Linked DNA regions of Mus musculus: all the other regions are linked to region 4. Evidence: chromatin contacts called from public Hi-C, HiChIP or PLAC-seq and promoter capture Hi-C data. All regions are on one chromosome and are shown on one strand. The core of a region is the stretch at or near the end of the contact, and the rest is flanking DNA. Distances in the headings are between cores, read along the strand shown.

The links. Promoter capture Hi-C pulls out the DNA fragments that hold promoters and counts their contacts. Hi-C and Micro-C count contacts between places; a contact is called where the count stands out from the background. HiChIP or PLAC-seq counts read pairs in DNA pulled down with a chosen protein or histone mark.
Region 1: a contact with region 4 is called in an H3K4me3 HiChIP or PLAC-seq map of neural tube, with 5 times the contacts expected there. The contact joins the enhancer-like site here to the promoter of Tcerg1l in region 4. A contact is called at or near these places in 11 of 39 promoter capture datasets (3T3-L1-derived adipocytes, the HPC-7 cell line, cranial neural crest and 8 more), 1 of 484 Hi-C or Micro-C datasets (cerebellar granule neurons), 5 of 115 datasets of contacts at active chromatin or transcription factors (embryonic stem cells, forebrain, neural tube and 1 more) and 1 of 9 other capture datasets (embryonic stem cells).
Region 2: an H3K4me3 HiChIP or PLAC-seq map of neural tube shows a contact between it and region 4, with 6 times the contacts expected there. The contact joins the enhancer-like site here to the promoter of Tcerg1l in region 4. A contact is called at or near these places in 7 of 39 promoter capture datasets (cranial neural crest, embryonic stem cells, frontonasal cranial neural crest and 4 more), 6 of 484 Hi-C or Micro-C datasets (cerebellar granule neurons, cerebellum, gonadal supporting cells and 3 more), 8 of 115 datasets of contacts at active chromatin or transcription factors (astrocytes, embryonic forebrain, embryonic stem cells and 3 more) and 1 of 9 other capture datasets (embryonic stem cells).
Region 3: a Hi-C map of cerebellar granule neurons shows a contact between it and region 4, with 2.3 times the contacts expected there. The contact joins the enhancer-like site here to the promoter of Tcerg1l in region 4. A contact is called at or near these places in 10 of 39 promoter capture datasets (the HPC-7 cell line, cranial neural crest, embryonic stem cells and 6 more), 3 of 484 Hi-C or Micro-C datasets (cerebellar granule neurons and cerebellum) and 2 of 115 datasets of contacts at active chromatin or transcription factors (embryonic midbrain and stem cell-derived neural progenitor cells).
Region 5: a promoter capture Hi-C map of hippocampal neurons shows a contact between it and region 4, with 2.8 times the contacts expected there. The contact joins the enhancer-like site here to the promoter of Tcerg1l in region 4. A contact is called at or near these places in 5 of 39 promoter capture datasets (embryonic stem cells, frontonasal cranial neural crest, hippocampal neurons and 2 more), 2 of 484 Hi-C or Micro-C datasets (cerebellar granule neurons and cortical neurons), 12 of 115 datasets of contacts at active chromatin or transcription factors (VIP interneurons, astrocytes, embryonic forebrain and 5 more) and 1 of 9 other capture datasets (embryonic stem cells).
Region 6: a contact with region 4 is called in a Hi-C map of cerebral cortex, with 2.4 times the contacts expected there. The contact joins the enhancer-like site here to the promoter of Tcerg1l in region 4. A contact is called at or near these places in 9 of 39 promoter capture datasets (3T3-L1-derived adipocytes, cranial neural crest, embryonic stem cells and 6 more), 2 of 484 Hi-C or Micro-C datasets (cerebral cortex and cortical neurons), 5 of 115 datasets of contacts at active chromatin or transcription factors (embryonic stem cells, forebrain, neural tube and 1 more) and 1 of 9 other capture datasets (embryonic stem cells).
Region 7: a Hi-C map of cortical neurons shows a contact between it and region 4, with 2.1 times the contacts expected there. The contact joins the enhancer-like site here to the promoter of Tcerg1l in region 4. A contact is called at or near these places in 8 of 39 promoter capture datasets (the HPC-7 cell line, embryonic stem cells, frontonasal cranial neural crest and 5 more), 2 of 484 Hi-C or Micro-C datasets (both in cortical neurons) and 1 of 115 datasets of contacts at active chromatin or transcription factors (embryonic forebrain).

The regions. Positions count from the first base shown.
Region 1 is chr7:138,059,678-138,063,277 of GRCm38.p6, forward strand. It overlaps the pseudogene Gm5650. Among named protein-coding and RNA genes, the nearest start is that of Gm25798, 40 kb to the right of the region's middle. Within about 2 kb of position 1,439, at least 2 of the 459 cell types and tissues checked have an H3K27ac peak or open chromatin away from gene starts, as enhancers often do. A contact at or near this core is called in neural tube, where this site is marked.
Region 2 is chr7:138,082,701-138,086,429 of GRCm38.p6, forward strand. No RefSeq gene overlaps it. Among named protein-coding and RNA genes, the nearest start is that of Gm25798, 17 kb to the right of the region's middle. Within about 2 kb of position 1,476, at least 44 of the 459 cell types and tissues checked have an H3K27ac peak or open chromatin away from gene starts, as enhancers often do. A contact at or near this core is called in neural tube, where this site is marked.
Region 3 is chr7:138,105,570-138,109,482 of GRCm38.p6, forward strand. The region is part of intron 3 of Gm30395 (a long non-coding RNA gene); the gene reads right to left. Among named protein-coding and RNA genes, the nearest start is that of Gm25798, 6.0 kb to the left of the region's middle. Within about 2 kb of position 2,407, at least 2 of the 459 cell types and tissues checked have an H3K27ac peak or open chromatin away from gene starts, as enhancers often do. A contact at or near this core is called in cerebellar granule neurons and cerebellum, where this site is marked.
Region 4 is chr7:138,396,068-138,400,025 of GRCm38.p6, forward strand. It overlaps Tcerg1l (transcription elongation regulator 1-like), which reads right to left and starts at 1,663. Exons shown (of 12, transcript NM_183289.3): 1 at 1,254-1,663. The coding sequence starts at 1,586.
Region 5 is chr7:138,708,341-138,712,346 of GRCm38.p6, forward strand. No RefSeq gene overlaps it. Among named protein-coding and RNA genes, the nearest start is that of Gm30808, 9.4 kb to the left of the region's middle. Within about 2 kb of position 1,446, at least 10 of the 459 cell types and tissues checked have an H3K27ac peak or open chromatin away from gene starts, as enhancers often do. A contact at or near this core is called in cortical neurons and hippocampal neurons, where this site is marked.
Region 6 is chr7:137,961,571-137,965,270 of GRCm38.p6, forward strand. No RefSeq gene overlaps it. Among named protein-coding and RNA genes, the nearest start is that of Gm25798, 140 kb to the right of the region's middle. Within about 2 kb of position 1,766, at least 17 of the 459 cell types and tissues checked have an H3K27ac peak or open chromatin away from gene starts, as enhancers often do. A contact at or near this core is called in cerebral cortex and cortical neurons, where this site is marked.
Region 7 is chr7:138,006,177-138,010,129 of GRCm38.p6, forward strand. No RefSeq gene overlaps it. Among named protein-coding and RNA genes, the nearest start is that of Gm25798, 93 kb to the right of the region's middle. Within about 2 kb of position 2,600, at least 8 of the 459 cell types and tissues checked have an H3K27ac peak or open chromatin away from gene starts, as enhancers often do. A contact at or near this core is called in cortical neurons, where this site is marked.

The DNA.
Region 1 (3,600 bases), core at 189-2,688, 340 kb before region 4:
TCCTTGAAGTCATAGGAGAATGTGTTTGGCCTTTTGCTCACTGCAAGAAAAGTTGACACTCTGTCTGCTGAGTCAGGCAGATGGATGATACTAGCAGGATGATGTTGTCCAAGGTTTTAGGAACAGATTCTTTATTCCCACTCATTTAAACACTAAAAATGCTGGAAAATCAAGGTGCACACAAGCACAAGCACATGCAAATGTGTGGGAGCATGACTCCCAGCGTGGGCAGTTAGCCCGAAGATGATGTCCCCATCTGCTCAGAAGGCTAGGTTTTTTATTTTTATTTTTTTATGTTTGAGAATGAGATGAGTTTCCTTTCTTCCTAGGTGTTGGCTGTTTGGGTTTTTGTAAGAAGTTAGATATCTAGGCAAAGCAAGGGATGCTGATTTAGGCAGGTCACAGCCGCACTTTCCTGGGAGGTTTAAAATTGCTGCTGAGGAAAGCCCATCAAGTCTCTGTCTCAAGAAGTAGAGTGGAGTAGAGAAGGGGAGGGAGAGGGAGAGATAGAGGGAGGGAGAGTGAGGAGGAGAGGGAAGAAAAAGATAAGGGAAGAGGGGGAGGGGGAGGGGGAGAGAGGGAGGGAAGAAAAAGATAAGGGAAGAGGGGGAGGGGGAGGGAGGGAGGGAGGGGAGAAAGGAAGCAAGCAAGGAAGTATGCCATCTTGAGTGTATCTAGAACCTCTTTTCTGTCTGTCTGCAAGGAAGAAAAAAAAAGGAGCCTGATTGTACAGGGCTTATCAAATATGCAGATGATGCGGGAACACTGCTCAGCACCTCGTCAGAGACTGATAAGATTCTAGGGGTGAAGAGACAGGATTGTGAGATGGGGCGTGGCAGGTACCTGTTCCTCTCTCAGACTGAGCAGGGGAGTCTCTTTCCCCTTGTCTATCATGCCAGAACTACTGAAGGGGCCACCATCCTGACCCCCAATCCTGATCTTTATCTGTTGAGGCTGACAGCCCCTATTCTGGACTCCATATTGCATCTCTATAGCTAGGTGATCTTGAGTTCACACCTAGAGAAGATGATTTTTCTCCCCAGCAACACCAGAGGCCAATGGTGGCAGGTCTCTTCTGAGTCTCTAGTGATGACTGGCACCTAAAATATAAATAAATAAAAATAAATAAAACAGGGAGAGAACAGAGCACTAAAATCTCTTGTCTGCAATCCCCAAATCAAAAGAACCAGTACTTCCATTTTTCTTCATTATGGCTCAAAATTCATTTGGCAGCAAACATACCTCCATCTCATGTGGAGCTGTTCAAAAGCTTCATTCATCTTTCTTAGGCTGGCTCTTTCCCGGCAGCAATATGAACATGTGTGATTGTGGGTGGCTTTCTGGGCCCCAGTGAGTATTCACAACACAAGGAGCAGGTACTCTAGAGTTCCTAGACTCAACTGCTCCTCCCAATGTGTCCGCTGCACATCAGGCAAAGCCTCCACAGAGTGCTGGCATGGTCCTCTTTGTTCTTACACAGCTGCATGTAAGCAACACAGTTGCCTTGTGTTTCCCAGTAAGACAATTTTTTAAAAGTTAGCCCAAGACAAAGATTGCACAACACACAGCAAGGGAGAATAGAAAATGCAACTGACTTTAAAGGAATCAAGGTCTTTGGGAGATTGATGTGCTCCGGGATGAAGCGAGAACGCCGCTGCAGACCTCTGGCTTGACCCTTGAACGTCAGGCCAGGAGCCTCTCTGCCCCCTTGAGGGGGAAGCTCAGGCTCTGCTGGCAAGGACTGAAGCGTGGATAATTAATTGCAGCTATTGGAGGAGCAAAAGGATCAGGCAGCGGAGAAACAGCAAGAGGGAGGGTGATTGATACTAGGCTTTCAGTAGTTTAACATCAAGAACCAATTTGCTAGGAAAAAAAATTATTGGATTATGTAGAACCAGCCTACAGCTCAACTCTCAGTGAGGAGCCTTTATTCTGTATAAACATAAACCAAAGTTTCTGCGTGCTCTCAAAATTACTTGTTTGACTTACAGCTTTCAACATGATGCAAGATCTCATTCATATATATATATATATATATATATATGTGTGTGTGTGTGTGTGTGTGTGTGTGTGTGTGTGTGTGTGTGTGTGTGTAATTTGAAAGGCACCAAAACCCTCCAGCTCAACAGCAGGATGGATCCTGCTGGATGGAGTCGGCTGGAGTCTTCCACTAGCCCCTTTGGATGAAGACGTAGAACTCTCAGCTCTGTCTGTGCCATGTCTGCCTGGATACTGCCATGCTCCCACCTTGATGATAATGGACTGAACCTCTGAATCTAGACAGCCACATCTTCTCATGCAGTACCAGCCTTGTCTCATAGACATGATGGTGAAGGTTGTTATAAACAGATTTGGCTGTATTGGGCTGCCGTCTGCTCTCCACTTGACAAAGTGGAGATTATTGCCATCAACGACCCCTTCATTGACCTCATGGTCTACGTGTTCCAGTCTGACTCCACCCATGGCAAATTCAATGGCATAGTCAAGGCTGAGAATGGGAAGCTTATCATCAACAGGAAGCCCATCACCATCTTCCAGGATTGAGATCTCACTAACATCAAATGTGGTGATGTTGGTGCTGAGTATGTCGTGGAGTCTACTGGTGCCTTCACCACCATGGAGAAGGCTGGGGCCTACTTTCAGGGTGGGGGCAAAAGAGTCATCTCCACCCCTTCTGCCAATGCCCCCATGTTTGTGATGGGTGTGAACCATGAGAAATATGACAACTTGTTCAAGATTGTCAGCAATGCATCCTGTACCACTAATTGTTCAGCCTTCCTGGCCAAGGTCATCCATGACAACTTTGGCATCGTGGAAGGGCTCATGACCATGGAGGTGGATCCACAAAAAAAACAAAAAACCCTCACTATACTGACAGTTTGAGAAACACAGTGGGGCCGTGATCTGAGGTTTGGAGGCAAGGCCAGCACACCCTGAATCTCAATCCCTGGTAGTGAAGCTCAGAATGTGTTTCTGAAAAGGAGGCTCCTCAAAAAAGCCAGTTCATTAATCAGAGAAGTCACAGCTGGGAGACAAACTTGATGGCTGGATTAGAATCCGTGCTGGGTTCTATGGCCTTTGTAAAGACAAGGTATTTGAGAACAGGGCAAGGACAGGCCATCACCACAGAGACCACGGGGAACATCAAGAAAGACCCCCATGCTCCTGTGTTCTGTTTTCTTATCCTTATTTTTACCTCAGTGGTGCGAGGGAATGGTCATCAATTTAGAACCATAAAACTATTGGTAGCACCGGGCGATGGTGGTGCACGCCTTTAATCCTAGCACTTGGGAGGCAGAGGCAGGCAGATTTCTCAGTTTGAGGCCAGCCTGGTCTACAGAGTGAGTTCCAGGACAGCCAGGGCTACACAGAGAAACCCTGTCTCAAAAAACTAAAAAAGAAAGAAAGAAAGAAAGAAAGAAAGAAAGAAAGAGAGAGAGAGAGAGAGAAAGAGAGAGAGAGAAAGAGAGAGAGAGAAAGAAAGAAAGAAAGAGAGAAAGAAAGAAAGAAAGAAAGAAAGAAAGAAAGAAAGAAAGAAAGAAAGAGAGAAAGAAAGAAAGAGAGAAAGAAAGACAGACTATTGGTAGCTTACAAATAAAT
Region 2 (3,729 bases), core at 226-2,725, 310 kb before region 4:
GTTCAGGTGGTGGGATATGTTTCTTATCATCTAATTTGGCCAGCGACAATACACACTATCTTCTTTTAACCTAAAATGTGATGAGAGGTTACTCTAGAGTCAAGGAGAAGTTACTCTAAGGTGCATATGTCCAACTACTTGGCAGTTATTTCCCATTAGTGTCAGGGAGGCTCCTGGTACAGAGGCATGCCAACAGTAAAAAAAAAAAAAAAAAAGAAGTCTGTCCTTGGTCTACAGAGTACTCCCATCATTTGAGTCTGTGAGATTTCAACACTACACACATATAGAAACCTGCATGTAGGAAGGAAGACAAGAATAGTCAGAAAGGTTTTCTTTTAAAAAAAATGTTTCTTGCACATTAGCAGAGTGAAGTGCTAAGGACTTCGGCCATTCGGATAGCCTGGGACACAGCAATAATCATACCCTGTGACATCAGAGGCCACAGTACTCACCAATACTCTAGGACCGATAAAGCATCAGGCATGAAATCTCGATAAAAGATCCCAGAAAAATAACCAAACTTGATTTTAGAGGGCTTCTGGCATAAGCACACTCTACGAGTTTCCAGTAATTCCAGTCTCAGCTCTTTCAGATTGTGCGTACACAGTCTCCAACAAGTCACTGAGTAACTGAGCCTCAGCCCACTCTCCTCACACATTCTGCCTTCTGCTTGAAGTCAGTTTACCTGCCATATTTTATATGGTCATCTCTCATAGAAGGAAGGAAGTTTCCTTCATCCATTTACCTGCTGACAGGCCTTGACTTTGTTCCTACACTTCCAACAGGCTCTGGCTGGTTTGGTTAGTCTTGGGCAGAGATAGGTGTCAGAAGTTCTGAAGTAAAAGTCTGTCCTGGTTCCCAGCAGATCCTGCACCTTCAGTTCTCTGCTTTTGAGCACATTCATAACAATATGATCTTTCCCAAAACCTGGAGGACATGGAGATAGCTGCAGTGTGCCTTATGTTTGACTTATGTTGGTAGAAAGCATCAAAATCTTCATGGAAAATGCAGTCATGCAACTTAAAGGTTCCTGGCCCAGGGTCGCCTGCAGTATCACCCTGCTTCTCAGGCATGGTACCTCTGGCCGTCCCAATCCCAAACTGTAGAAAAGTCACAGGATCCTTTTAATTCCAGTCAGTTTTCATGAAGATTCTCCATTTCTCGCCTAGATCCAAATCCCTTTCTTCCTTTTCCCTCTGTTTATTATCAGACAGAACTCATACTGGGATTGTGTTTATAGTTTCAAGACTCTTACTCCTCTGTGTAAAGTCTGTTCTGTGCGCTCCCTGGAAGCTGCATTTGACTGAGGAGCAGCAGTCAGTGCTAGCACCTCAGCTCACAGCCTGGCCAGAGTTCAGCACAGTAGACAGTTCAGCACCACAGACAGTTCACTGTTGCCCAAAGGCCAGCCTTTAGGAGCACGGAAGGCACCATGGACAGTAGGATTTGGGCTTGTTTTGCGCTCAGAATCGCCTATCTGCAGTTCTGTTAGCATGGCTGAAGTTCAGGACCACAGACAGCTCCACTCAGTTTCCTGACTTGGACTGGGGCTCAGCACAAGGAACAGCTCCCCCTGGCTGCAGGCCGTAGGGGCAGCTCTTCTCAGAACTGGAATTGATGCTTGTCAGGTTGTTGTTTTCCAGAAAGGCTGATGTCTGATTTCCTGGCAGACTCAACACTTGTGAAAAAAGGTGTCCTTGCCTGTGAGATGGGGAACTTACTCCATTTCCAGGAATCAGAAGTACACAGCCAGGTTCACCGTATTAAGAGAGGAGGCACTGAGTAAAGATCAGCACTCTGCCCCTCCATCTGACAGGAAGTAAAAAATGTCCCACTCCTCTGTAATATACAGATAGAAGGACACACACAGAGCAGAGCTGGGTATCCAGGTCCCAGAAGGGCTCGGTCTACCTCACTCCGATTCTGTTGCCTCAATATTCTTCTGAGAAGTAGGCTGTAGGCATGAGGCACATACAACCTATCTAATGTGTCTAAGTGAGAGGAATATACTCCCATCTGCCTCAGTGTGTGCCAGCAATGCTCCAATAGGCTTCAGTGGACATATTCAAGGAACTCAGATGTCCTCAGCTTTGCAAAAAATATCACTACACTGGAGAGAGTCTGGGAAAAATGCTAAGTCCAGGTAGAAATATCCTACCATGTTCCCACAGCTCAGCTGAAGTAGGAATTATTCTAATCCAGCCAATAACATTTTAGAATATGAGGCTCACTGCCTTGTATCTATATCTATGGAAAACTACAGAAGTCATGGATTAACAATGTCTGAGAAAGTAATGAATACAGTAGTCATGCCTTCTGACACCCAGCTATGAACTTGATTTGGAAACAATACTGGGAGAACATCCAGAAAGTTCAAGGTAGCTCTTCAGTCAGTATGGTTGCCCAACACAGGAGGTACTACGTGGTTGTTTGGGTGGTGTTCCAACCAGTTCCCTTCTCATCACTGAGGCGATGGCACGGCAGTATCAGGGCCACCACTATCACCTTCACTGGGTTCTGTTTTCAAGAGAAGTTTGATTTGGTCATCACTGCAGCCTTGCCAGGGTTTGAAAGCTGTAAGTCAGCTTTCCATCTCTGACAAAACACCCATGAAAAACAACTGAAAAGATAAATGACTTCCTTTGGCCTGTAGTATCAGAAGTTACAGTCCAGTGTTAGCTGGGGCCTCATTCCTAGGTGTATGACAAAGAACAATATGGAGGAGAACAGGAATTCAACTTACGGGAACTATGAAAAAGAAAAGGAGAAAGAGAGTGACAGTGGACCAGACAGATCCTTAAAGACAGATATCTCAAGTGATGTGGTAATCGGAATGAGAATGGCTCCCAGAGGCTCATACTGGTCTCCAGTTGGTGGAACTATTTGGGAAGAACTAGGAGATGTGGCATTGTTGGAGGAGATGTGTCACTGGGGGCAGGCTTTGAGAGTTCAATGTCTCACACTGTTCCCTGTTAGAATTCTCTGCCTCCTGCTTGTGGATAAAAATGTGAACTATCAGTTGCTTTTCAAGGAACCTATCGCCATGTTTTTGCTCCATCATCATCGACTCTAACATTCTGTAATTATAAACTTGGTTAAACTCCTTCTTTTCTAAGATGTTTTGGTCATGATGTCTTATCACAGCATTAGAAAATATGTTTAAACAAGTGACCTATTTTCTTTATGCAGGTCTTATCTCCTAATAGACTACCCAGCTATGAAGCCATCAGTGGAGTAACTCACTGTTAAGGTCCGTACATTCATAATCAAATCTGCTTTAGAGACAAAGCCTTTATCAAATGAGCATTTGTGTGTGTGTGGGGGGGGGCATTCCCTATAAAAACCATAACAAAGCCCAGAACTGAGGAGATCTGAGGCAAGAGGGCCTGAGGGCTGAGGCAGAATAGATACAGACAAGCACAAAGGGAGCATATATGCTATTGCAGGTGATTATCTAAGTGTCTGCAACATATGTGCAACTTTGACCTTCACAGGAGCTTCTTGAGTGGGGACAGAAAAGCCCATCCTGCATCAAACAGGAACACAGAAGCTCCTGACATGACTGCCTTCTGGTAGCTCATAGATATGACAGGACATGTTTCTGTCTTCTGAGCCCAGTAACCATTCACAGTTCCAGGGAAGAGATTTCAAGATGTAGATGATTCTTATGGAACCTGAAGGGGAGGCAGTAAGGCATGACTCCACAGCATTGGGCAACTTAGAGGAGGT
Region 3 (3,913 bases), core at 1,157-3,656, 290 kb before region 4:
ATCTTTCTACTAGAGAAGCAATTAACCCACTCTAATAAGAACATGATCTTCAGGTTTTTGGTGTACAGCACTCTTTCTGTGTTTCTGGTCACTGGAGCATGTCGAGTCCCTGAGGGAAGTGGTGATGGCAGGCACATAGAAATGCCCCAGGCATTCTGAAGTCAGAGGACAAATGTCAAATGCAGCTCTACCAGTAATCAGCCAATTGGTATAAGGGACTGTGTCTAAACCATCTATACTACAGCCCTGCAGTAAAAAGGACAGGGGCTTTGTTCTCTAAATGTGTTTTTTCCCCTCTGGGCTTCTGGAACTCTTCAAACCTCACATCAGGTTTGGAGGAAGAGCTATGGGTCAGATTAAATTTTCTGTTTTGTAATTCCAAGATTTAAGCTTTGAGCTCAGCAGGCATCTATAGGACTTCAGGTTCCATTTGAAGTCTTCAGAGAGATGCACAGTTCAAGTTAGGATAGTTATAGCAATTAGCAAACTTCTTCCCAACAATAGACTTAAGTGGAAATAGTCTTAATGCTTTAATTAAAAGATGCAAACTAGTTGATTGAACTTAAAAAAACCAGTTTCCTACTGTCAGAGGTACAGACTGTGAGTAAAAGTATGGAGGCCAATTTTCCAAACAGTCCTAAAACAAGTCCTAAAACATAGCTATTCTGATAACTGGTCAGGAGAATTCAACCTAACATTAGTCAGGAGGGATAAAGAAGGCCACTATATATTAATAAAAGGAATAACCCATCAAGATGGTGGAACAGTTGACTACATGTATGTCCTAAGCTTTGGAGCTTCTGACTTCAAACATGAGTAACACACACACACACAAATGGACATGAAGGACCAGATGGGCCCTGATACAGTAATAGTGGGTAACTTCAATTTTCCACTTCACTAAGAGGTCAGTTGTCAAGACTAAAAGATCAGTGAAGAAACTTCAGAGTTAATTTGCATCATAGATCAAATGAACTTACAGATATTGACAGGGTATTACATGCTATGCCTTTAGGATACACATTCTTCCCAGCAGCCCATAGAACCTTCTTTTAAAATTTTAGGTTATAAGACAAATTTTAACAAGTAAGCAAATAATGTAAATAATTTATTGTGCCTCATATGGCTATCATGGAGTAAAACTAATTGAAATAATAACAAGAGAACTCATCAGCCCCTTCAGAATACAATAGATGCATGCTGGACACTCCATGGTAATGATAACTTATATAAGAGACTCAGAGAAATCTCAAATAAATAGCTTTACTAAGGGTCAGCCCTCATACAAAACAAGCATCATGCCAAACCCGGTGGAGCTGAGAGGATCAAACAGTAACTACCTGGATGGCAAATAGTGTTACAGAGATTACAAATGCAGAGTATGAAGAATCAATGGGACAGAGTTGGTTCTTAAAGGAGAGAGAGAAGACTCAAATTAATAAAATTAGAGATGAAAAAGAATGCAGCAAATCCCGATGAAATCCACATTATGACTGGGTCATGTTTTTAGGAGCTATTTTGTAAACTTGAACTGTAAAATCCTGTAAATTTCAGAAGAAATGGATCCATTCCTAGATATGAGCGACTCATATTAAATCAAGAGGATTTGAACAACACACATGGATCAGAAACAGGAAACAAGAGTGGATCATTAACAAATAGTCTCCCAACAAAGAAAAGCCTGGAACCAGATTCACTGCCAAACTCTGCCAGACCTTTAAAGAAGAGCTAACAGCTAAGTTCCTGGAAATTCTGCCCAGGAGTCCGGGCCCACATCAACAGTGGTCTTTCCTCCATGCTCCTCTGTTCCCATTAGGATGGCCAAGCACACTGCTGTTTGAAGTCACCATTCTGCCTATCACAGCCTGAGCTCTGTATCAGATTCATCACTGCACTAGAATTCAGGACAGCAGAAGGCCTTCCTGTTTGCTTCAGGACTGTGAGAAGCCACCTCTGGGTGTTTCCCTGCAAGCCCTGAGTGGGGATGCCTCATTGTCAATTTGAAACAGTGCATGCAAAACCTGAGAAATAAATCACGTGCCTTCTACCAGAAAGGTGAGGCCAGATGGTGGCATGAGGGGGGCGCTTGGTAGGGACCTGGCCATGTGCTGCTGGAAGGATCTGCTCCTGGCTGCTTCCCAGACTTGTCCTTCCAGTCCCTTCCAAGCCTTTCTGCCTTTCTGCTTCTGCATTTCCATCTCTCACACTCCTGTCCCAGGGGCATGTTTGTCACCAAAGAAAGGTCTGATGCTTCCATCTGCCTCTCTTGTCAGACCTTCCAAATTTGCCTTCAGTTGCTTTATGCTGATTTAAAATTTTTATTGATTCCTCGATTCTCTTCCTTGAGTTGTGGCTCCACCCACCATTCTCAAGGCTCCTGTCACACACATTCAGATTCGCAATGGCCTTCCTGCCTTAGCTATCCTTGGGCTGCGATTGCAGACATTGGCCACTACATTTGGCTGAAAGGATGCTGCCTTAGGAGAGGCCAGTAAGTGAGCCAAAAGACAGTGTACTCTGGAGATCGAGGCAGGAGGATTACTGTGAACTGAAGACCAGTGTAGACTAGGTGCCAACCTGATTTAGAGGGTAACGTCCTGCCTCTAATGAATTAATTAAAAACAGCAGCAGCAACAGTGAAAAGCAGCAGCTGCTGCATCCAATGCTTGCCCTCAGTACAGAGCAGAGGCTCAACATGAGGGAACATCCCAAGCCTGAGTCCAGGAGAGAACAGTTGATTTTATCACCCCAGCTTGGGCCATCCATGGGTGGGAGGACAGTAATATGATGTGGGCAGGAACAGAGGAAGCGGGTCCCTCACATCCAGGCGCTGATAAAAACAGAAGACAGAGCCCATGTCTGGGTGGGATGCCTGCGAAGATAGACTTCTCAGGTTTGAAGAGGTGATCTTTATTTATTTTTATTTTTTAGAATTAATTGTTTTTATTAGGTATTTTCCTCATTTACATTTCCAATGCTATCCAAAAAGTCCCCAATACACCCCCCCCCACTCCCCTACCCACCCACTCCCACTTTTTGGCCCTGGCGTTCCCCTGTACTGGGGCATATAAAGTTTGCAAGTCCAATGGGCCTCTCTTTCCAGTGATGGCCGACTAGGCCATCTTTTGATACATATGCAGCTAGAGTCAAGAGCTCCGGGGTACTGGTTGGTTCATATTGTTGTTCTACCTATAGGGTTGCAGTTCCCTTTAGTTCCTTGGGTACTTTCTCTAGCTCCTCCATTGGGGGCCCTGTGATCCATCCAATAGCTGACTGTGAGCATCCACTTCTGTATTTGCTAGGCCCCGGCATAGCCTCACAAGAGACAGCTATATCTGGGTCCTTTCAGCAAAATCTTGCTAGTGTATGCAATGGTGTCAGCGTTTGGAAGCTGATTATGGGATGGATCCCTGGATATGGCAGTCTCTAGGTGGTCCATCCTTTGGTCACAGCTCCAAACTTTGTCTCTGTAACTCCTTCCATGGATGTTTTGTTCCCAATTCTAAGAAGGGGCAAAGTGTCCACACTTTGGTCTTCGTTCTCTTAAGTTTCATGCATTTAACAAATTGTATCTTACATCTTGGGTATCCTAAGTTTCTGGGCTAATATCCACTTCTCAGTGAGTACATACTGTGTGAGTTGGAATTTCTCTGCTGACGCGTTGTCTTGGTCTCAGTGTTTGAACAGATGCTTTTCAATCAAAAGTGCTTTAATGAACGTCCTTCAGCGCAGGCATGTTTCTGAGAAACACCAGAACTGGTTACACCGTTGTATTTATGCAAAGGGCTTTACTTACAGGAAAACAGGAGACACAAGATGAAGTACTCCACGACCAGGAAGGACGGACTTTGTTCACACCGTGAGCAGCAGAGCTCTTGTTTTTACATCATCCTCTTCAAAAATAACTTCATCT
Region 4 (3,958 bases), core at 413-2,912:
TGCTGAGGTGGGGGAACACTCAGTGGCTACTGTTTCAAAGTCACATTTTTTGTTTGTTTGTTTGTTATATGTAAAAATAGCTTTCTGATTCTCCCTATCCTTATTTGGATAGTGAATAGCAGCAATATTCAAAAGACTAATGCTAAGATTTTTTTTCTGAAATTTTTTTTAAAAAAATTATTTATACAGGGTGTTTTTGGGGGATTTCTTGACATTATGTACCTCTAGTGGTAACACTCTGAAATGGCAACCCTCCTAAACATGGCAAAAGCTAGCAGAGCTTATCCAATAAAGCTGACTACTATGTGTATCACACATCAAGATAGGATGCCCAGTACAGCATGTATCTGCATCGTTAAGTCTAAGGAATAGCTTACGGGGAGTTTCATGACGTCTTGTAAAAAAAAGTCACAAGGTGGTACCGGGCTAAAATAATGAAAAGGTATATTGTGACAAAATGCTCATTTGAATGTGCTAATGGTATCCGTTTCGGCGTGAAATGCAAGCTATTCCTGCATTCAAACTCACTCGCACAGATAGTGAACGAGGAATTTGGCCGAAGCCAGGAGAAAGGTTGCACCACGACACCATCAATCAAAGGTGCAGTCACTTTTCTTTGCTGTTCCAGTCTCTGCATGCCAAACTCTTCTAAAGTAGGATCTGGCTTGAGGGAATTCAGAGGGCAGGAGAGGAATTCCCCACACAAGACGCTTTCATGGCAGGATTTCCAGGCTGCCTTCCGTGGCTGGAATTCTCTTAAGCACTGCCCTGAATCTATGTGAAGGAGTAGGGGGACCAGATCAGAATCAGAAATAGCTATTGATCTGCAGCTTGCTTTCAAGTCTGGTGGAGACTGTAAAAGTATTAACTTCGAGGCGATGGCAGCCACGGTTGTTGGCTGCAGCGCTCTGCTTGGAGGCAGCGACTTCAGGACCGCGTTCTGGACAGCGCCCGGCGCCGGGGAAAGTTGGGTCCAGGCTGTTTGGCTTCAGCCAGGGATGCGGGATCTAGGGCGGTCTAATGAGAGCCAGGGGAAAATATTGGGGAAAAAAAAAAAGACTGCCAAAGCAAAACCGGACGTCGAAGCATGAACTTTCTTGCCAATGTATGAATGCGCGGCTGCGTCCTGATGGTATGGAGAACCCAGGACAACCCAGGAACGGAGAAGAGCCAACCCGAGGGTCAGGGCAGCCCCAGGATAGGAAGGGACCCGCAATACCGAGCCTGGGTGGGATCAGGGCTGGAGCCGTTACCTGTCCGTGGAGCAGGGGATAATGGTGCACGGCGGCGTGGTCTGGCGCAGAGGACAGCGGCAGCAGGGGCAGCAGGGGCTCTCCCGGGGCTGGCCAGCCCGGCAGCCGCGGGAGCAACGGGGCGGAGGCAGGCTGCGCCGAGGCCAACAGCACCGGCGGGGGCGCGACCCCGGCGCCAAGCCGGAGCAGCCCGGCGGTGCCGGGGACCATCCAAACCCAGGGCGGTGGCGGTGGGTCTGCATTCATCGGCCACGGGAGAGGCTGCCGCCACCGGGGCTGCTGGGGCTGCTGTAGCTGCCGCCGCCGCCGCTGGAGCCTGGCGCCCGCCAGCATCCTACACCCCCGCGCGGGCGGCGGCGGGGGCGGCGGGCGCCCGAGGTGCGGGCCGGCGGCGGCGCGGGCTTCGGAGCGAACTCACTTGGTTGCGCGACGCGGCCGCTCGCTCCGCCCCTGGCCCGCTCTGGAGCCCCTCCTCCTGCCCGCGCCAGCCCCGGGCCTGGCGGGGCCCCAGTCCCCGCCCACAGATCCGGACCCCCGAGGCGGGGACACAGCGCGGCACGATGGGGTGCTCCCAACCCAGCCGGCTGATTTTTTTTCTACTGTGATCCCTAGCCCACTCCGTTGTCGCTACTGGTGGCCAATTGCTCTAGCTGACGGTGCGCACGGAGGGTCCAGGGGCTCCAGACCCCGCTTGCGATCCTAATGGCAAGCTGAAGCCGAGGTGGCTGCGCTGGAACCGGGCAGGTCCCGCCACTCGCGGAGCTGGCGGCCCCGGCGTGATCTACCTGATTTAAAGTGAGTCTAGGGCCCAGGGCCCAGAGGGAATACTAGACTGCAGACGTTGACGCCAGCTGAGTCCCGGACCCTTCTAGGCATGGGTCGATTTCTCTCTTGGATAAATATGCAAAATATTTTCCCAAGTCTCTAGAGGTTCACTGTGCCAGGAAACCCGAATTTTTAGTACTGGGTCTAAAGTCCTTTCTGGCTATCTGCTGGCTTCAGCGCCCTCCTTTGCCTCTGCTTTAACCCACAGACTCCCAACCTCTACCCTCTCTCTGATGCAAGGCACAACACAAGTGACTTCTTCTAGAGGGCTTGGCCTCGGTGAACTTGTTTTTAATCCCTCCGGGCACAGGACTGAGTTCCTTCATGCCTCGCCATAAGCTGCTGTGCCGCAAGAAGTGTCTGGGTCAAAGAATCTCTTGCTCCACTCGTTCCACGCGGAGCTTCCTTTCTCTAAGCCGGCGGAGCCAGGCTTCGCTCTGATCACAAGCAGTTTCCGCCAGGCGGCGCTGGTCCCAGCCCCTGTGCTGACCTAGCTTGCGCAGAACACTGGGTAGACTGGTCCAATGCCAGGTCTTCTCCATCAGATCCTCTGACATCAACTGGTAACGGCTTCCAGCCCCAGTCCAGTCCTAGACAGTTTGTGCCGGCGGCAGGGCACAGACTGTCACGTGCTAAAGAACCTGAAACCCTAGGCATCCAACTTCTGGTACCAAGCAGGAGCTTGCCAATGAAGCCTGCCTGACGGCGGGAAAGTGCAGTCCGCACAGCTACATCCAAAGACACACCTAGGTCAGGCACATACTCACCACCCTTCACCCCGTTCGCAGCCCCTCCTGGTAGAAATAGAAGCACCCACTTGGCTCCAATCAGTTTCTAGGTAGGGTTGCTTCCTCGTTTTCCTGGTTTGCCTACCTTTCTAACTTCCTCCTGACCTGTCACAATTTCTTTTTGTCTCAACATATGCTGATTTACATAGCTGGCACATCGCTACTTCTCTCCACCCAAACCACTTACAATTTGTGAGGTTTTCCCTTTCTTGGATGCCAAAGTACTGACAAGATTATTTCCCATGTAAAGCCCCAAAGCTTCGCAGATTGGAGCAGTGGTATCATCCACTGGAGGCTGCACTTCTGTATGTACACAGGTGATGTTATGTGGCCATCTTGCTCTCTAGGCTCCCACTCAAACTGGGATGTTGTGCCAGTTGCTAGGTAGACTAATTCCCCCCATCCCCCCTCGAGAGCTTGCGCGTGCAAAGCTGTATTCTTAGAGAAGTAGAACAGGGTCCATTCATTCCTTCATGGTGTGACCTGGGGGCATAGAAGATTCCCAGTGGCCTTGTCTGGGTTGTGTGTACTCTCAGCAAAGCAAAGTTTTAGGCCTGCAGCACCTCTAGCTCCTGGAGTGAAGGAAGGGAGTCACCCCAAATCTGTGGGTACTTACCATCCTGGGGGGCTTCTACACCGGTTCTCACTCAAGGCCTCTGCTAGGCAACTTGGCTAAAGGTTAAGTTCCTGTCTGGGCTGGTGTTCAAAGGCCTTGACACCTTGGGCACTTCCTGACTCAAAAGAGAGAGCAGGCTCAAAGAGCCTCCAATGGTCACACTCCTCTTTTTCTGTCAACTGTCAGAGGCTCAACACTATCCAAGGATCTCAATATTGGAGTCACTTTTCTACATCATGCTCTGTGCTGGAGTCTGAGTAACAGAAAAAAGGAAAAAAAAAAAAAACAGCTCCCACTAGTTAATTGCTATGAGGAGGCTCAAGGGAGTTTAAATCCTCCTTCAGGTTCTCATTTCATCGACTCCCCAGCCTTTGCCTCAGCCCCCATATAATCCAGGAACAACTTTATACCCTGGAGGATGTGAGTTCTCCTCTTGGGCACCTGGGCTTCCTGGTTATTTAAGAGGATTCTCCATG
Region 5 (4,006 bases), core at 196-2,695, 310 kb after region 4:
ATCTGCTCTATGAACTGAGGCTGGAGCTCAGCATTGGCGCTCAGAGCAAAACCACGGACATCAGTAAACAGAGAGATTACCTGAGCCTTCAGGGAGAGGACTGAGTCACTCTGGGAAAGCGAATCACCCTTGGGTACAGGGGATAAAAAAATGAGCTAGACTTGGAGGATAAAGCAGGAACTTAGGGCTCAGTAAGAGCAGGCATGCCTACACAGGTGTGCTTGGAGGAGCAAGGCATGGCCGGATTCTTTCCTTGGAAAGAGTGTATATGAGTCCGTGATTGGGGGGTTGGGGGGAGTCATGGCAGAGAATACCTGAGAAGCCATGGTTGGCAGGAAAGAAATCAGAAGCCTTTGATGTGGAAGCAGATGAAAGGGAGGAGGGAGGGTTGTGTGAGATGGAGTGTAAGGCGGACAAAACACCTGGTCTGTGAGCTTCAGCAGCCAGATGGGTGCTTGCCACATGTGGGCTCTTGCCGTGCCCCCAAAGCCCACCTGTGGACCTTGAGCTTACTGGAAGAGGGTTTTCTGAAACCTTGGCTGCCAGGAGTTTGTGAACAAGTGGCACAGCAGAACACTGAGAACACACAATCAAATGCCTCTGTTGCAAGGTCCAAAAAATATGCAAACGTGAGGTAGGAGGCGTTTTTAGGTTTTGATTTCCAAAGCATTTGGCAAGCAGCTCATAATTTTACACAGCTGCTGTAATAACATAGTTAGCTGACTTGTACTAGACGCTGGTAGGAAATATTTCAGAAATGGTGTTCTCCTCCAATTTCCAAGCACGACATATGCCTGGCATGGAACCACCCAGTGACATACCCAGCGATTAGAGAGTGACAACCCTCCCATTATCACAGGAGTTACAGTCCACATGATTGGACTATCTTGAGCCAAATAGTACTGGGAAATATGTATAGAATTTGTCCTTTAAGACAAGGAGTACAAATATACCCTTAAGATCATTTGCCACTGTCCATATGGGTCAGAATCATGTCTAATATTAGTAGATGATAAATGAGCTGGCAAATTGAAAGTTATTGCTAGAAAAAAAATCCCTGATGCAAAGTGGGTAATGTCAAAGTCAACAGTGCCTTCCACATCCGTGCTGCCAACTCTAGAAATAAAATAATTACACTCTTCCTAAATCGTGAGGTTCAGGAAAGGCAAATGAGTGCTTCTCACAGCCGTTCTGCACCCACCCTCTAGTAAGCCAGGCTGAGCGGGGCTGGGGTCCGGGCATCTGCTTCCCGGTAGCAGTTGTGGAGCTATGCATGACACATGGTGACAGGCCAGGCTTGAAAAGAATCTGTCTTTACTTCATAGCTGGCGGTTGCTTTGGAAACTCTGTGTCTTTGTTTGTTGTCAGGGATGTGTTCATAAGCACACGCATCCCTATCCAGGTAATCTGCCCAGCCCAAAGTAGAGCCAATTTCCCCAGCTCACTGCTACAGGCTCAAAATGTAATGATGTGCATCACACCATAGACACTCAGAAAGAGGGGAGGAGGAGTGTACACACACCACCCACATCATACACACACACCTCATACACACATCACGCACACACACCAGCTAGTGCTCAGGCAGCCATCTTGCCAGCAGTAGCTTCACTGTCAAACTAAACTTGTGAGGGGGAACTGGGAATTATACAAAGCAAACTTTCCTCAGTGAGAGAGGTGAACTGGGCAAGTGAATAAAGCAGAGATTTCCCCCTAGAACTCAGGGTGTTCTGTTGGGAAACATCAGGAATAGTGGAGGGTAAGGGGGTAGATAGACAGCACAGGGGTCACAGGGGGTTCGGAAGTGGGGCACTGAACATATCTCCTACACTCCAAGAGACCACCTGAGCCACTCACAAAAGAGACAAAACACGTGGCCCAAAGACACCCCAGTGAGCACAGCCATACACAGTCCTAGAAGGAGGCCTCTGAATAAAAAAGTCAGCAGCAGGATATAGGAACCCCATGCCCCATCCTGTCCCTGGCTTCAGGGGCCACCTCCCTCAGAGAGACTTGGTTCTCCCAAGGACTCAGAACTCCACAGTCTACAGGTGCTGCAATGCCTAGCCTGTTCCTGAGATTCCAGTGATGTGGCAGTGCCCCGTGGCTGAGGACAGTGTGACCTGCACTCTCTACACCCCATGAATCCACACATCAACCTCATCGGTAGGTAGGTAGGTAGGTAGGTAGGTAGGTAGGTAGGTAGGTACGTAGTTAGGTAAGTAGGTAGGTATACGATAATCCCTGCATAGAGGATAAGGAAATCAAGGCATGGAGCACCATGGAGACTGAGACTGTACACCCCGAGCTCCTGGACGCTACACTTTCATATCACTGTTTATCATCAAAGGAAGTCAGGATAGGAACTCAAACAGGGCAGGAACCTGGAGGCAGGAGCCGATGCAAAGACCATGGCGGGGAGTGGGTGAGTGCTGCTTATTCTCCTGTTTCTGCTGTTTGCTCAACCTTCTTTCCCATAGAACTCAGGACTACCAGCCCAGGGATGGGGCCAGCCAGTATGGACTGTTCCCTCCTCCAACAATCACTAACTAAGAAAATGCCTTACAGCCAGCTGTGTCTTATGGATGCATCTTCTCAGCTTAGTCTCCCTACTTTCAGACAACTGTATGTTTATCTGTCAAGTTCATGTGTCAAGTTGACATGAGACTCGCCAGCACACGTGCCAAGGCTAGAAGCTCTGCCTCACTCCACCTTACAGCAAGCTTGAGCTGTTTCATGTCTCCCTTTGATGCCAGAATCCACTTTGATTTCCCTTTTGTATAAGCATCAGATGTAGATCAAGGTTTACCTTTTACCTGTGGACGTCCACTTGCTCCAGGCCCGCTTGTAGAGGAGGAACCTTCCTCTGCTGAACAGTATTCATGCATGCATCAAACATCAGGACAGATTCCTGCCGGTCCTCTGTGGGTCCTCAATTCTGTTCCACTGACCTGTATGTCTACTCCTTCCCTAAGCACCGTGTCTGGATACCGCAGCAACAGAAAGTCACGGCACTATAAGCGGTGATTCCTCCCACCTTAACCTTTTTCAAAACTATTCTAGCGACTCTCCAGCCTGAGCTTTTCCACAAAAAATTTTAGGATAAGCTTGTTTGTGCCCATAGAATGCCCTCCTTGGGTTTGGGGGGAATTGTATTAACCCTTCATCCTCCTCACTAAGCAAATTGGCATCTGACTGGGCAGACTCAACTCAAGCATGATGCCTCTCCATTCATTTGCATTCTGTGTTTTGTTTTTTTTTAGAGTACATGGTCATTGGTTATACTTTTCCTAGCATTCAACAGACTTTGATCTTATTCCTACACGTCTGAGATTGTAAAGCCTTTGGTTCACATCTTCCCAAGCATACCCTAGAATTTGGGAACCCCAACCCTATACCCTGTACCTCTGTGCCTGACTTTCCAGTTTCAATATTTGGGTGATATGTACACTGGTTTTTGTGCCTGGCTTACTCCCTGTGACAAGTCCTCAGGATATATACATGCTGTAAGTGACAGGGTCTCTTTTTCTCTTCTGCATCTCTGCTACTATGATGACTGTCACACTGTGCACAGGAGTGTGGGATCTCCAGCATATTTACTCGACGCCTTTGGAATCCCGAGGTGGCCTTGCTGAGTGACATGGTTTCATTTCAGACTTTTGAGGAATCCCCATGCCATTTTCCTACAATAACTGTTCTATTGTTCATGTCTACCATCAGTGGCCAGGGTTCCCCCTCTCTCTACACCCTCTCTGGCGTTTCCCTACCATCTGTTTGATAAAAGCATCCTAGCAGCTAGAAGGAGATATCTCTAATGTGGGCTTTAATCTGCATTCCCTTGATGATAGGTGATTGAGAGCACTGTGTCACTGTGTCACTGTGTCACCACTGAGACAGTGACATGTCTCCTTTTGACAAGTGCCTGCCTTTGCCCGTTTCTCCACTGAGGTGTTTTCTCCCCATGGAGTTGAGTTCTTCAGGTACCCCAGATATTAACCCCATTCAG
Region 6 (3,700 bases), core at 516-3,015, 430 kb before region 4:
CATCTGTAATGGGATCAGATGCCCTCTTCTGGGGTGTCTGAAGACAGCTACAGTGTACTCCTGTACCTAAAACAAAGAAATCTAAAAGAGAAAAGAAATGCTTTCAGATGGGGTTTCTCTAACAAAGACAGAAAACAGGTCCCAGTCAGGCTAGCATAGAGCCTGGCACATCACACGGATGGCAGCAGACACTTCCCCAAACTCCATAATGTCTTCAAAGACCTCCCAGCCTCACTCCCCCAACATACAAAATCACAACATTGCTGATGCTGAAGTGTGGAGATTAGTTGTGGCTGTGGGCTTTCTGTGTCAGGTACGTATAAGTGGCTGCCCTTTTCCCAGTGGGATTCAGGGTGTGAGATTTTTTAAAAAGGGCATCAGAAATGACTTTACAAGGATGGGGTCTTCATGCTGCTCGCTGCTGCTCTGAGTCCTGGGTGGAATACTAAACCCTTGCTTGAGATGCAAGAGTGGATGATGGTGGTCACCATGAAAAGAACAAGCACAGGCAAGGTAGGTAACCAGAGCAGGCACGGCCCTGGGATCCCCCTTTTCTCACTTGGAGTCTTTGTCACCTTTCCCTTTGGGTGAACATAACTGGGGCCAAAAGAATCTCTATTTGTCCTTCCTCCTCCTCCTAGTTACTTTTGTGTCCTGTAACCAGAGGCCTCCCAGGAAACTCTTAAGGGAGGATAAGTTGGTACCCACAGGCAAGCAATTTCAGTTGACTGAGCCGGAGACAGAGAGTGGCGTGGCTCATCTGGGACTGCAGGAAGATGAAGTAACTGTTCACATCATGCTGGACCACGCAGCAGAGAGACCAGAAGGGAAGCAGGGATGGGCACAACATGCAAAGCCTGTCCCCGGTGGCCTACTTCTGCCAATGAGGTCCCCCCATCCTTTAAAGGCTCCACAAGCCTTCAAAAGAACATCCAGGGCTAGAGATAGAGAACTTAAAACATGAACCCACGAGACAGTTCGGTTTCAAATCATAGGACTGTAACATAGTAGCTAATGCTGTGTCATATATAAACAAAACAAAAATGATTCTCACAGTAGAGACTAGGGAGGCTATGATCAAAGCGTCAGCCTGTGCTATGCTGAGGGCCTTCCTGCCATATCACAACCCAAGAGCGACGGTTGATTCTGAGGAAGGTTCAGGCAAGCTCCATCCTTGAAAGCCATTGACTCCATCATGGGAGCCCCACCCACATGACTCATCTTATTCTGAAGTCTAACCCACTAATGGCTCCAACATATGAATTTGAAGACTAAGGTTCCAACCCACAGACAGTGGAAGCACTTCCGAGGCAGTCGATGGTATCAGGGTGCACACATGCTGAGCAGGGAGAAGGAGAGATGAGTAATTCTGGGTTGATGGACAAATCAGTTGCTCTAAATTCAGTTTTTTGTGTGTGTTGATTTGTTCTATTTTTATTCATGTATTTGGTTAAAGTATAATCTCATTTTGTAACCCAGGCTAGCCAGGAACACTCCATGTAGGCCAGGCTAGCCTTGAGCTCCTTCCTGTCGTAGCTTCCCCAGTGCAGATCTGAGCCACCATGCTTAGCTTGTTCCCCCGCTTTAGAAGATCAAAGATCTCACTATTGTTTTCTGAGCAGCTGTGAGCCATGTTCTGGGGATCCTTCTAGAATAAATCCCACTGCTTCTGTTTGTGGTGCTATTTCAGAACCTCCACTCTGGAGCACGGTTTCCCTCCACAATAGCCAGGGCTCAGCTCAGTCTCGTGACACCCACATATGTACTGATGGTGCTTCAACTCTGTGAAGTCACTCAGCCATCTTCTGTGATGAGCACAGTAGCTCACACAGAGCTGGGTGGGTTTCTGGCTCAAGCTCCAACCTTTTTTTTTTTCCTATCATAGCACTGAGCAATTGTAAGCTGATTGCAGAGTGCTCAGGCCATTAACATCAAACTCTAGCTATCAATAGAAAAAGACTTGCCTGTCAGTGTTCCCTCTGCCTGGAGCTAGAGATGGCGAGAAAGGGAAAGAGCATGGAGGAGGGGACTTCAAGCCTGTGTCCTTAGCTGCTGCCAAGGCAGCTCCAGGCCTCTCATGAATTCAAAACCTCTCCTTGGCCAGTAAATCTGGGTTTCTGTGTTCTGAGTTGATTTTCCCAGCAGGAGTAGAAGACATAAATAGCCCAATGTGTTCGTGCTCCACAGGGAACTTCACCTAAGAACTGGGGCACTCCAGGAAGCTACCCACCTCCTAATGTGAAAAGCCTGCCCCCTTCCCTAGTGAGGAGGAAGACCACTGAAGCATGCCCAGGCTCTGGGACAACATCAGCAGATTAGTATTCACTATAAACCTCCTGGACACACCAGGCTGGGCGGAGTAGATCAGTGCTTCCAGTCTTGCATCTCCAGTAAGAAAAACATAAATGTGCAAGGCACTGAGCCATTTCTACTGACATCCAGACTCCTGCAGCTGTCACTGAGAGCTTCCCAAGGCTTCCTGCTCATGCAGAGAGATGCCAGCTCTTTCTCTCTTCTTACTGGCTCAATGTCTAAAGAGAAGATAGTTGCCTGATGTGGGTCCCAGTAAGAAGTCTCATGCTCCAGGCGATGTAGCTTGACCTCTATATGCAAGTAGGGTCACCAGTTCTGTGTCTCCAAGCACCAGCTGTAGGAACCAGAATGTACCCACACCAGTATGCCCCGGGGAAAGCTCTGGGCCTGAGTGACTCTGGTAACTTCTTATCCCTGTCTTCTTCAGACCCTGGTTCAGGAAGGACTCTGCAAACCACTAAGCCCCTGGGCCTGGTATTCTCATGCATTCTTTCCTTATTGTGGTGCCTTTGACTCTGGCTACTAATTGGTCCCTCAGTGACCCCTTGGCATTTGGAACATGCTTCCAAGTAAGGTATTGGTTCTGAAGATCTGTCCAGGTTGGGCTAGTATGACCTAAAAGGTTAGGTGTTTCACAGAGCCTAAGAAGGTTCCCTCTGCCTCAGAATCTGATCCCAACCCCAAAACCCATCTTCAGGGTGGAGAGAAAGGGGAAGTGTGGAGTGACTATTCAGGGAGCCCACTGTTGAAGACTTCTTTGCACAAGGGCAGAGGTAGGAGTGTGCCATGTTGTAACCTCTCCAGGGAGAAAGTATTCTCTTCCCTGGGAAAAGGCTGGCTCCTGGATTCTACCCCATCATTAAGAGATGCATCGAAGTTGGAATCACTTTCTAAAAAACCAATTTTAGAGTGTTACAAAGGTTTCCTCCACCAAATTTCAGAGCCTGCTTTGTCAGTCCAGGAGTAGCCACAATTTCTTTTTAATTATTACACAAGCAGAGGAAGGGACTAATACAGTCTGAGCCTGAAGTTGTTTGAAAAATCAAAAAACCGAGTTGAAAATAGAGGGCTGCTCTCTGCCCAGCTGTAATCTCGGATTGGAAAATGAGAAATAATGAAATCAATTTCATCTGCATGGGTCAGGCACTCTCGCTGGTCATTTCTCAGCTCTCCCAGGTGCCAGGAAAGCGAGCTTTCCTCATCGTCCTCGCCTCCCCTGCCTTCTCCCAGATGAGGTGTCTGTTCCACTGGCTGATGCCTAGACTTCATCCAACCACTTCATCCCAGAAAGCGCAGCCTCACCAGCTCTGACGGGATCCTTCAGTGACAATTACATGCAGAAATGCAATCCCCGAGTTGGTTCCTGAATGCACCCTCAATTTCTCCC
Region 7 (3,953 bases), core at 1,350-3,849, 390 kb before region 4:
GCTGCTTAAATGCAGAGTCTTCACCTCTCTGGACAGGAGCTGCCGAGACTCCTGCTTTGGTGCTGTAGCTGAAAGTGAAGGTCACAATAGAAGGTGGCTAATTTCACGCAATCCATGGAATGATAATTAGCTGATAAAAACAAAAGAAAGACAAGGTGCTCTAATCCTGCAACGTGGAATGATTCCAAGTCCATGGCCTTCAAAGATTTAAAGAACAGCAAACAATCCTTTGAAAAGAACAGAGGCGCTGCCTTGTCTCAGCTGTGCCTCTCCCAGCAAGCTGGGAAGAGGAGCATTAATTAGTAACTCTCATCACCCTCTCCTTCCATGCTGCATGGGAGAGAACCGGAGGGCCAGTGTCTGCCCTAGTTAGAGGACCACACTGGGGCCATCAGTCTGCAGGTGAGGGACTCTTGGCAGCATGGGAAAGGCCCAATGAGTTTGCTCAACTAGATGAAAACAGCTATTCTCAGCAAGACCCCCAGAGCCAAGTCTTGTTTGTTATTTATCCTACAGGACCTTAGTGGTTTTTTATTCTTTCCTTGCCCTCAAAATGTTGCTTTTATAAAGGTAAATTCTTACCATGTTTTTAGCTTTTAGCACCTCTGCTCCACTCTGCCTCTTGGGGTAGTGGCCTCACCCCCAAAAAAGTAGGAAAGCCTCCAGGAGCTCAGGTTATGCACATAACTCTCTTGCCTCTTGGGTCTGGCACCTGAACAAAAGCTCTTCCCTGCAGATGGAAGCTTGTCATTTTACCTGCAGGAAGGCTGTTTTTCTAAAGACCATGGCAGCCCTGCAAATGGCTTGAATTTGCACAGCAAGAAACCGTAGAATCCTGTAAGGCTCAAGAGCCAGTCTCAGCTTCCTTGTCAATTCTCTGTGGAGCAGCCCACAGCTCTCCTCCTTGCCTGTGAATGGCTATGAGAGTCTCCCAGCATCCTGAAATTGAACTGAGCTGAGACCTGCAGCAGCTGGACCAGTGCCACCGGAACAGATTGCTCAGGCCCAGCTGTGACTAGAGATATCTGCCCTGTAGAGCCAGACCTTGCACATTGGGGTGCTGGCTTGAGACAGCGTTACAAGTTGGCCTTGGGTCAGTGGAGTACAATGGCTTCATCTGCTCCACATCTGGGAATGAGCCCAGTCAGATCAGGAGAAAAGAGAATGAATAACACTTGCAAGTTAGCTGAGAAGACTATGTTTCTTATCCTCTTCCTTTAGGAAAAAAAAATGCATATTTAGTTAGGGCTTATCTTTTCTGTTGCCATGGGACTAACCAAAATGGGAGGACAGAGAAATGGGACAACAGACATGTGCCTGCTATAGGTGACAGGCAGCTCTGGGAACAGCCCACTGCCAAAGCCCCTGAATCCCTCAATCTCCTGTCTGCCCTGGGGTTCCTACCATTACCTAGCTCTCAGACTTCCCCTCTGATTTTAATATAGACCCTGCTCTTCACTCCCCTTTCGAGGTCGATCCATTCTGCTTCTGGCCCAAGTCTCTCTCCTTTTGCCTCAAGGTCATTCATCCACAGGTAGTTGACGTGACTTGTGAGATTCTCAGGGCAATTTCTTCAGGGCTTCTTGGAAGGAGCCGATGCCCACTATGTCCACTGGTAATACAGATGCCCATATCCTCAGATGCTCCAGGCATAGCATGTGCCTCAAAACCATCAGGTGTCCTTCCAACTGTCTCCAAATGATTCACTGTGTAGGGACTGTGCAAACTGCTATTGTACCAGATTGTTCAGAGAATAAGAAGAAAGTGTGTGTGTGTGTGTGTGTGTGTGTGTGTGTGTGTGTGTTTCTTGGAAAGGCAGCAGACTCCCCACCCCCACCCCGCATGAAGGAGCCAGCCTGAAGCATGCAGAGGGCTCAAGGAGCCCGGATCCTTGCATGCTGGAGAAGCATGGTTCTGTGTGTGACCAGTCTTAATGCACGAAATTGTCACGTTCTCTAGTGGGCAAGTGGTGGCCCTGAGAGTAGTCGCAGCACTATACTCCCAAACATGAATGTGACCTGATTTTCAAAGGGATCTTTGGTGATGAAATTAGGTAAAGTTGCTCATAACAAGAAGAGAGAGAGCCACACAGGAAGAGCCACCAGAGGCCTGAAACAGATACTGGAGTGGTGGTCCAGCTAAGGAGCCAACAGGAACTGGACAAGGCTTGGATCAGCAGGCACTCCTGGGAATGTCTATCAAGCACTCTGCCTACTCACTTCATACTTCTGTCTCCAGCGCCACAAGAGAGGATGTTTATGATGTCACCTACCCTGTGTGTGGCTACAGTGACCCAGGAGAGACAAACAGAGGTTTTAGGCAGTAGTCCTGGGATGACATTTTCCAACCTGTACTGGTATATCCGTTGCACTAAAAGACCTGTGTCCAGGCTCTGTGTCCACCCCATGCCACAGAGAACACTTCTCAGCTCCGTGGCCAGCATATCCACACAGTCCCCGAGAACCAGAGTCCTCCATGGGATAAGAATTCCCGCTGGGAAGCAAGGTTTAAATTCCCAGCTTGGAGGAGCTCCATGCCTTTGTTCTAGCTTTGCATTATCCCAGCCCAATTACCTATGCAAATCAGTTTGCATCTCTTTGGCATGTTTTCTTTCCTGTAAAAAAATGTGTAAATCTCCCTATGTGGGAGGCTGGAGGCAGAGCCATGCCAGAAGAATGCAAGTGACTTGCTTGAAATTCACCTTCTGAGTCCTAGAATCCACACAGAGCAGAGTGACTCCCAACAGAGGGTCTTGGAAGAAAAGTGAAGCATCCCTGTCAATCTGCAGCTTGTCAGTAAATGGTGCAAAGCTATTTCTGAGATGAAGGATGGCAGTAACTCAGAGTGCTGACACCCATAAATACTGCTGAAATTGCTTTTCTCAATCATGTACTTCCAAATAGGCATGAAGAGACTCAATTTCAACACAGGTCAGCTTTGAGCAGATGAGGAATATTGCCCTCCTATGTCCTGCCTCTGGGCACAACAGGACACCCTCCTACCACACATGAGGTACAAGAAGGAACTCAGTCACCACTGACTTCCACCTCCTAACACCATGTAAGGACTGAAAGCCTTTCTGGTTCCTCAACAGAGATTAGCAAGACCTTCTCTTCTTGTTCCTGATAGCTGTCACTTGATTTGTAAAATTTGGGGACCGGGAGACAATTTTTGCTTTTCTATTGTATTTGGGTCTTTTCCAGATCTGTTCTATTGCTTGCCTAAGTACCTGAGACTTGCAGGCAAGAGGTGGGCACTCCTTTAACAATGTTGTCATCTCAAAGGCAACACCCATTCATTTCATTCAATAGATGTTTACAGAGTACATGAAAGTCCTATCCATTCATCCATCTGTCCATCTTCTATCCATCCATCCATCCATCCACCCATCCATCCACTCATCATTCCATTCATCTACTTACCCATCCAACATCCATCCCTTCATTCATCTGCCCACCTATTTATCTATCATTCATCCATCTATTCACACATTTCTCAATCATATATTCACCTTCTGGCTACCCATCCATCTACCCTTCATCAACCATACATCCACACATACACTCATTTATTCATCAATCACTCAACAGCCCACCATTAATCCAACTACTCATACACTATCCATCCGTCATTCATCCACTCATCCATCCACTCACCCATTCATCATCCATATATCCATTTATTCACCCATCATCCATCCATCTGTTCATACATACATCCACCCACCATTCATCCATTCATGTACCCATCATTTATCACATTTGCTCATTCATTCAACAAATGGTTATTATTATCAACACTGTATTTTACACAGTGCTCCTTCAAGACCTTTGAATAACTTTCTGACAATGCTTCTACCTCCTCTTTGTCTACTTGGAATCTCCTCCACAAGACTCTAAGTCCCCAGTTTCTCTATGGCACTCCTCACATCTCAATACCAAAATGGGAGTCAC